Regions from separate parts of the Ovis aries genome. Here region 2 is linked to region 1. Evidence: chromatin contacts called from public Hi-C data. All regions are on one chromosome and are shown on one strand. Each heading gives the region's core, a stretch centred on a gene start, on an enhancer-like site or on the middle of the called end of the contact. The rest is flanking DNA. Distances are from core to core; before and after follow the strand shown. Region 1 holds the start of NEDD4L (NEDD4 like E3 ubiquitin protein ligase). Region 2 overlaps NEDD4L (NEDD4 like E3 ubiquitin protein ligase).

What was found. Hi-C and Micro-C count contacts between places; a contact is called where the count stands out from the background.
Region 2: a contact with region 1 is called in a Hi-C map of hypothalamus, with 3 times the contacts expected there. The contact joins the enhancer-like site here to the promoter of NEDD4L in region 1. A contact is called at or near these places in 5 of 16 Hi-C or Micro-C datasets (blood, hypothalamus, liver and 2 more).

Annotation. Positions count from the first base shown.
Region 1 is chr23:57,502,851-57,507,193 of ARS-UI_Ramb_v3.0, forward strand. NEDD4L (NEDD4 like E3 ubiquitin protein ligase) reads left to right here and starts at 2,183. Exons shown (of 33, transcript XM_042239245.1): 1 at 2,183-2,540; 2 at 2,889-3,023. The coding sequence starts at 2,994.
Region 2 is chr23:57,648,113-57,652,455 of ARS-UI_Ramb_v3.0, forward strand. The region is part of intron 3 of NEDD4L (NEDD4 like E3 ubiquitin protein ligase); the gene reads left to right. Among named protein-coding and RNA genes, the nearest start is that of TRNAE-UUC, 130 kb to the left of the region's middle. Within about 2 kb of position 1,804, at least 10 of the 54 cell types and tissues checked have an H3K27ac peak or open chromatin away from gene starts, as enhancers often do. A contact at or near this core is called in hypothalamus, where this site is marked.

The DNA of each region.
Region 1 (4,343 bases), core at 933-3,432:
GCTTACCAGTTCCTTGGAAGAAACCAGGCTTTTCCTCCTAGGTCTGAAATAAATAACTTGTTTGAGTCTTCTTATAGGAAACACTAAATGGTAAAGATCACAATTTTATCAATACCTCTACAGTACATGACGTGAGGCAAGTTTCATATTGTAATTTCTCATAGTATGCCTTAGGGAAAGCCCAGGGCGTGACCCCAGAGTGTAGGCAGGTGCAGACTATTGTGGTGGGGGCGTGGGAGCAGAACCCTGGAGACAGGGCAGCAGGAGGAAGCAGGATACACCCCTGGAGTTCCCAGATGACAGAGCCTCACCTGGAGATAAAGTCCAGAACCATACACTGCCTGCCAGTAAAGAGCCTGCCTGCAATTCGGGAGACCTGGGTTCCATACCTGGGTCAGGAAGATCCCCTGGAGAAGGGGATGGCAACCCACTCCAGTATTCTTGTCTGGGAAATCCCATGGACAAAGGAGCCTGATGGGGTACAGTCCACAGGGTTACAAAGCATTGGACACGACCGAGCGACTAACACTACAATACGAGGTGTGGGAAGGGTGTTCCGTGTAATTAGAAATTACAAGTTTCTATTTAAAATTTGAAAAAAGATTACCTTTCCCCTCATATAAAAAACTGTACAAAACTTGACAAAGACCTGGCTAACGAGGATAAAGGAGCAGTAACTCCTGTAGAAACCACAGGCTTGTTGAAGAGCACATGGGAATTCTTGTGTGGGCCTTTGTGTGTGTGTTTTTGCAAGTCTTTATGAAAAGAAACATAATGTAGATCTGAAAAAGTAAAAAAACTTTGGCCCGGACAGAAGGTACAGAGAATCGCCTTTTTAACTGTTCCTCCATAAATGTGATTTTTTTTTTTCTCGGTTGGGCTTCTGTGGCATCTCAGCCCTGTGATTTACTGGCTCACGATGTGGGGAGAAGGCTTCTGAGTAGGGTGTTGACGCCAAGGGGCTTTGTCTGGAAAGAAAACCCAGCGTTCGCACAACTTTAAGCCACAGCCATGTTGTCAGGAGGCAAAGGAAAGCTTCTATTAGGACGGGTGTTTCCCTTCGTTTGAAAGCCAGCTAGATACTTAGAACAGGAGCTGCGGTCGGGCTTGGTTGGGGGGAGGCTTTGGGACCACGTGATTGCTTTCTGAAACAACTGACTTGAATGAAAATCCTAAAGGCACCCTGTGAATACCAAAGAGGGCACTTTGATGTTTTCTTTTCAAAGGCAAATAGCATGTTCTACTTTTGTTTCCTTTCTGAACCCACAACTGTACTTAACAACGAAATGTAAGGACAGGCTTCCTGAAAAAGTCGAGTGACTAATTTCTCTCTTTAATTTAGTCTCTGGCGTTCCTATACATCTGATGGATTAAATGAACTGCTTGCTGGAGAAACAGTAGCCGGGACGTGGGAAGAACCCTACCGTGGCTAATACGATGTCTTAATAGCTTGCCTCTGCAGAGGATAACCTTAAACTTCAGTCTGCGATTTCACGTTGCGGATCACAAAAGAGTGGCCTTTGGCTCAAAGAGCCACGCTGTAGGTTTTCGAGGGGGTGGGCGTGTACTCAGAGCGGGCGCCGGGTCGGTTTTGTTCCCGGCAAGGTTGACGCAGGCAGTGGCGACTCGCGGCCACGCCGGGGCAGCCTCTCCCCGGCCGCGCGGCCCGGCTCCGGGGCGCCCACAAAGCCGCCAAGTTGGGCTTGCCAGGGTTTGCCAAGAATTTAAAGGTGTCCAGAAACATCCATCTTCTCCCCCCTCCAACCCCCTTTAATAATCACGGCGGGCCCAGGGTTCTTCGTAGAAAGACCTCGGGGAAGAGAAATGGGACTTTCTTGTAGAAAAAGTCTCCAGCGCCCCCAAATGCCCAGCACGCCCACTCCCGCAAAGCGGAGAGGAGGGTGGGTCTGCTCCTAGGGCCGAGCGCCCGCGCTCCTCTGAGACCCGCCCCGCGGCCGGGGGCGCCCGTGGCGAGCCGGAGGGGGGCGTGGGGGGGCGAACCCAGCCAGCCCGGCGGCCCGCCCCCCAGCCCGGCCTGTGATTGGCTTGGGGGGCGCGTGTGCCCGCCCCGGGGAGGCGGGGAGGTCCCCTCCGGGCGCCGGGGCGGGAGGGGGCGGAGGAGAGGGCGGGGAGAGCGGGGGCCGGGAGGGACCGGGCGTAGGGGCAGGCGCGCCGGCTTCTCGAGGCTGGAGAGCGGGCTGGGCGAGGGGCGGAGAGCGGCGGGCGCGCGGGAGGAGGGAAGCCCGGGGGCGCCGCGCCGCCGCCGCCGCCGCCCGCTGCACGGCGCGCTCTCGGGAGCGCACGGTCCGCAGCCTTCCGGGAGGAAGCGGCGCAGGCAGCGGCCGAGGCGCGAGCACTCGGGCCCCCTCACCTGCGGCGCCGGGCCGGCCGTCCTCGGAGGCGGCGGCGGAGGAGGGGAGACCCGGCCGCCCAGACGCGCTGCAGCCCAGCCGCCCGGGAGCGCCTCTGATCCCGCGCGGGGCGCCGGCTCCATGGCGACCGGGCTCGGGGAGCCGGTCTACGGACTTTCGGAAGAAGAGGTGAGCGGCGCTCCCTTCCCCGCGGGACTCCCCGGGGAGTTCCCTCCCGGCGGCGGCCGGCGGTGGGTACTGGGACGACCCCCTTGGATGCTCGTCCCCCCCGCCAACCCGCGCGCCTGCAGGGGCACCCCAAAGGCGGGCGCGTCCGGGGGCAGGGGTCCCGGCGGGGTGCTCACAATCTTCCGCCCGGCGTCCCCTCCCCCCGGTGCAGCGCACTGTTGGTAAATAAAGCGGTGCGAGCTGGGGTTCCCTCGGCGCTCCCCGCCTTTGGGTGCGAGGGGGGCGCGTGCGGCTCCGCGCCGCGTCTCCCGGGGCCGTGGGGCAACTTTCCGCCTCTCGTCCCTGCAGCCCTGGAGTCCATGATGGGTGTCGCGTTTGGAGAGACCCGCGCCGCGCGGGGGAGCCCGGGGCCGCGGCGGAAACCTGGATTGTGTCCCCCGCTGGAACTTTCTCATGATGGTGTCAGCAAGTGCTCTGCTGCGTGTGTGTGTGCTTGTTACGGTGGGAGCGGGTGAAACCTTATGAGCCGTGCGTGTCCGACCCTCCGTCTTGCACAGTCTGAAGCCGAGAGTGTGCATTTCGGGGTCTTTGGGGTGGGAGGGGGAGATCCCGCATGGTGGCAGGTGCTGCTGGAAACTTGGAGGACGCTTGCAGCCCTGCCATTTCCCGCCCCCCCGCCCGCCCCCCTCAACCCGAGGATCCAGCCCCTCTGGGGCGGGTGGAAGGAGGAAGCTCCATTGATCTTTTTTATTGATGAAGCCAATTAAGTAAGCCACGCCCCCGAGGCCGTCCGCTTGCCTGCAAAGGGCTTTGTTTTTTACCCTCACTCTTTCCTCGCGGGTTCCCACTCCCCCCTTTTGAGGCGATCCTGCTAACTCACTGCTCAGCCCTCTCGCGACCAGCCAGGCTCGGCCCTTATTGGTGTGTTGCGCTGCCAAAAAGAGGGGTGGGAGGCTGTCGCCGCGCGGCGTGACGGGCAGGCTGGATGGAGCAGGTAGGAGGGGTTGGCCATCTGGCCGGGTGCGCTCTCAGGTCTGGCTCCCCTTTCGAGAGGTGAATTTACAACCCATGAGGCATTACTCAGCGGGGAGGTATTTCCTATCCTGGTTGTGCATTTCATGAAAAGTTAATGCCTGGAAATTCAAGGATTTCTGGGTTTCTCTTTTTTCCTCTCCTTTCTTTTCTGAGATCCCCTCTTTCTCTGGTGATAGGGGTGGGGTTAATAGAGAGGCTCTTATCCGAGACTCGACAATGTTATGGCTTCTCTCCCGTCAGCTTTCCTATCCTGGTTGTGTGTGTGTGTACGTGTGCGCGCGCGCGCGTTCCGTGTGTAATGGAATAGGTGTCTTAGGGTGGGGAAAGTGTCGGGGGTACGTTTCAACCCCTTACTCCTTTAACGGTGCTTGGTAAAGCTCGCTGTGGTGTTGATTTTATCAAAGAGCGATCGCAAAGCAAGTATTGGCATTTCCGATCATTTTGCCATGCTGCACTTTTGTAAAATACCCCCGTTTCCGTGCAGTTAACTGAGGGGAAGGATGAAAAGTACCTTTGTTTCATTTACCCAGGGGGATCTCCTCTCCTCTGGTTTTCTCTTTGAGGAGCTTTCTCTTTCATTCTCTACTTCTCCATTTAATTAGTAGCAATAGAGGGCCGGCAGTGAGCTTTTAGAAAGGTGGAGAGATACACATTCCCAGACAAAGGGGCAGGAAGTATTGTGGGGGATAAAGACGGCTGCCTCTCATCTTAGGTCTTTTTTTTTTTTTTTTTTTTTTAATTACATGATTACTCTTAAAATCCTGGGGA
Region 2 (4,343 bases), core at 554-3,053, 140 kb after region 1:
CGGAAGAGAACTCTGGCTCACATGGTCAGGCCTGTCCTTATGTGAGAAAGTCATCTTTGAAGTAAGTAAGAGATGCTTGGAAAGATGTGAAGCGGTAGACAGTGGGCAGGACTGTTGTAGGCAGGAAGCGCTGGGCATATCGAGGGTTCCAGGAGAAAACTCGCTTTCCTGTCTCTCCGGATGGTAGTCTTTGATGGTCAGCCTTTATCAGCTTCCCATGAGATGACTGCAGGCAGGCCAGGGGAACGCAGAGGAGCATTGTGATGACTTCACGTTTGTCCTCCTCGGGGCACTGGGTTTCTGCACTCATGCCTGGAGACGTTACTCGGCTGCACTGGCAGGTGTGGAGTGGAGCTGGGGGACAGGAACCCGAGAAGGAGGCGCAGCTTCTGGATGGGAAATTCAATGCACAGGGTGGGGACTGGGGAAGGAAGGTTGTAAAGGGAAAAAAGTGTTTCCTTAGGGTGGTTGTCACCTGGGACACACGCGCGCACACAGCACGAGAGCTGTGAGCTTTAGTTTTATTGGGGAACTCACTGAGGACGCCAGCCCGGGAGACAAGCTCTCGGACTGGTCTGAGCAACTGTTCTGGAGAGGTGAGGGTGGGTGGGGGCGCTATGCCTAAAGCTTCTCTTCTGCGTGCATGGGTGCTGAGTCACGTCTCAGAGACAAGAGTTTTGGGTGAAGTTAGAAGAGGATAGATTTATTACTTGCCAGGCTAAGGGAGACATAGCTGGTTCTTGCCTCAAAACTATGGATCCCAACTTGGAGAGGATAGTGAGAGGTTTCACAGTGATGGTTCAAAGAGGGTGTGATCAGCTTGAGGACATTCTTCTGATGGGTTGGTGTTGAGGTATGGAGGAGGCACCATCATCGGCCTTCATGCTCCAGCTGGTCTGGGGTCTACATGCTTGTGGGCAGCATACCGTGTTAATTGTTAACTTCTCCCACCTGGAGAGGTTTCACTATCTGCAGAATAGCTCGAAGATATTGTTGCGTGTGTCCCTTAATGGGGAAACAGGACCTCGCCCCAAGGGTGCTCTTGACGGTTTCTCGTTGGTCTCCGATCTCCTCCCTTCCCTAATTAATAACCGTTTGGATCTGTCCGTTGGAACTTAGGGAAGGTCATGGAAACTGAATGATGACTTTCCCTGTAATCAAAGAAATGGGGGACGCAGAAAGGCTTTCTGCCCAGGAGCCCCACTGGACCCTGCTTGGTATTGGGGGGTTGTAATTTTGGTAAAGACTGCAAAGAGATCCAACCAGTCCATCCTAAAGGAAATCAACCCTCAGTACTCATTGGGAGGACTGATGCTGGGAACCCCATACTTTGGCCACCTGATATGAAGAGGCAGCTCACTGGAAAAGACCCTGAAGCTGAGAAAGATGGAGGGCAGGAGGAGAAGGGGGCGACAGAGGATAAGAAGGTTGGATAGCATCACTGAATTGATGGACATGAGTTCAGCAAACTCCAGGAGGTGGTGGACAGGGAAGGACAGGGAAGCCTGGTGTGCTGCAGTCCATGGGGTCGCAAAGAGCTGGACACGACTTAATGACTGGGTAGCAGCGACGTGCAACCAAACACACATCTCGGTAGGAGGCTCCTGCTAAGCCATGAAGAGCAGTGTCTCCATGAGTGATTTTAGTGCTTTTCTGGGCATGAGGAGATGGAAGACATTGGGTTGATAAAATTTTCTCCTGAAGGCCTGTTCTGTTTTTTCAGAGCACAGAGTGCCCCGTCCCTGATCTCCATCCTGAACCCCTGCCAGGGAGTGTGGAAGGCCCGGGACAGCACCAGCCAGTGACTTCATTCCTGTAGGGCCAGAGAGTGACAGTCTCTCAATTGTCCCTGTAAGCCCGGAAAGGAAGAACTGGAAGGTTAGGAAACTGCGCGATTGGGCTGTATGTTCGTTGCGCTCTCTTATGCCCAGATGTTGCGCTCGGTCCTTGCCATGAGTGATGTTCATAGAGGGTGTGTGAGCCCACATCTGACACGCGTCATTTTCGCCTTTCCTCAGACAGGGCTTCACTAAGCTACTGGGGAAGGAGAGATGTAAGGCAGAGCACATGTGTAGAACTTCAGAGCTGAGAGACACCCTGGAGCCGGGAGGTCTCACGCCTGGCCCTGCCTTAGGGGAGCCTCGGAAACACACTGGTGTCGGGACTCCCTTGTGAGATTCGTCCGTTTGTCCTGGAGTCACAGCTAGAGGCAGGGTGAGGCCTTGGGCCCCCCGAGCGTGGCACAGTCTGCTCCTGTGACGAGGGCCGGCCCCGGGGCTCTCTCCAGGATCGTGTCCCTCAAGCCCCTCAGTCTCTGCTCTTGACTTTCCCAAGAGCATCCCACTCCTGGGAATGGATGGAAGTTGCGTAAATGCACACTTCCGTGCACATGCCAACTCACTTCAGTGGTATCCAACTCTTGGCGACCCCATAGACTGTGGCCCACCAGGCTTCTCTGTCCATGGGATTCTCCAGCCAAGAACACTGGAGTGGGTTGCCATTTCCTCCACCGGGGGATCTTCCTGACGCAGGGATCGAACCCCTATCTCCTGGGATTCCTGCATTGCAGGCAGATTCTTTACCACTGAGCCACTGGGAAAGCCCTGAACACACAGGCACACCTAAGGAGAAGCTGGTCTCTCTGCACAAGTGATCAGGATGTATAGTCTGGCGAGCAGGTTCATTCATGCATTGTCTTTCTAATGAAAATGGTTGCACAGCTTAATGTTCTTCCAGTCGGTATGTGTGGCGGCAAAGAAGTGGGGAGCTGGTTCTTTCTCTGCACTGCTCTCCTGCATCAGTCAGGGAGCCCTGACCTTCTCTCCCGGGCCCCTTTGTTATGCAGCAGGGCTGAGAAAGAAAGACTTATCTTTCAGCCATCCAGGGCACCAGGCAGAGGCCAGGAAGCCAGACTGGGGCTTTGTACTCCCCCACCAGCTCTGAGACTCTTTGTCTTCATCTGGTATTTACTCAACACCTGTCACCTCCTGGGAATCTTTAAAATTGTTCTGGAAAGAAACCATTCTGCCTCAAGTGTCTATTTTTAGACTGTGTATAAAGCCCACATTGGATTTCTGCTGCTGCCTCTCTATTTGGTGTTTGAAAGGCAATGGGATCTTTTGTCTTTAAAAGTTCAGCACCTCTGACTGCTTTCCCACCTGAACCCCAAACCCCTGGGATGCTCTGGGGTTTAGCTCTTCTTCCCTCATTCTGACCAGAACTGAAACCACAGGCGATGACCTTTACATCAGAGCAGATGAAATAATACACGTGGGGGAGTGGAGGGAAGGAAGCTATTTCAGTACATTGAGCCTGGAGTTCGAGTGAGTGTGAATCCGGCTGTCTGGATGTGCTCTGGGCATATTTATCCTGTTCAGCGAGACTGCTTTGAGCTTTGGACTCTGCAGAAGCTGTCCAAGTTCAAGACAGGTCTTTCTGACAGTTCCTAGCTGAAGGAGTTAGCAGTGTGGATAAAGAATGTCACCTGCCACATCCGTAAACAAAGAACCATGTGCCCATCAAGCCATCGGCCACTGCATTCCCCCTCCACTGTGCACCCTGAAGGCGAGAAAAGCAGGACAGTGGCCCTAAGAGTTAAGCGTTAGTTGCTCAGTCCTGTCCAACTCTGAGACCCCCATGGACTGGAGCCCACCAGCCTCCTCCATCCATGGCGGACGATACTGGAGTGGGCTGCCATTCCCTCCTCCTGACCCAGGGCAGATGGTTTACTGCCTGAACCACCAGGGAAGCCGGTGCTTAGGGAAGCACTGAACTCATTGGCTTGATGAGCAGCAATCTTTGTGATGCTGACTGCCTGGTTTCAGTTGCAAACTTCTGTATATCCTGGCCCCTCCCTTCCTTCTTACAGTAGTCTCCTAGAGCTAGCTGAGAGGCTGCCTTGTGGGCTTAGAGTCTTCCCAATGAAACCTAGTTCCCAACTTTCAGGCTGTGCCTTGTTTTTTAGTGGACAGCAGCTATCAAGTTCAGTGGTGAACTGCAACAAAACAGGATCAAGGTGTTGAGGTGGGATTTTGACCACATCCTGGTTAGCGAGGGGTGATTTGCTCTTCGGCCAGGGGTTTTGGCTTTTTCTGTTGACATGAAAGTCGCTGTGTGGCCTGCAAGGCAGTGGGAATTCAGAGTGAAGCCTGCAACCCACGGGCGGTGGTGGGGGGCGGTTTTATATCTTTTCCTCTTTGCCTTTTCTTCCGTTTTGTACCTTTTTCCTGTCCTTGTCTTCTTCCTCCCTGTCTCCATAGGGAGAGAATTCAGTGTATTCTGTTTCTTTTTTGTTGTTGTAAACATTTTTTTTTTCTTTTTGGCTATGCCAGTTGGCATGTGGA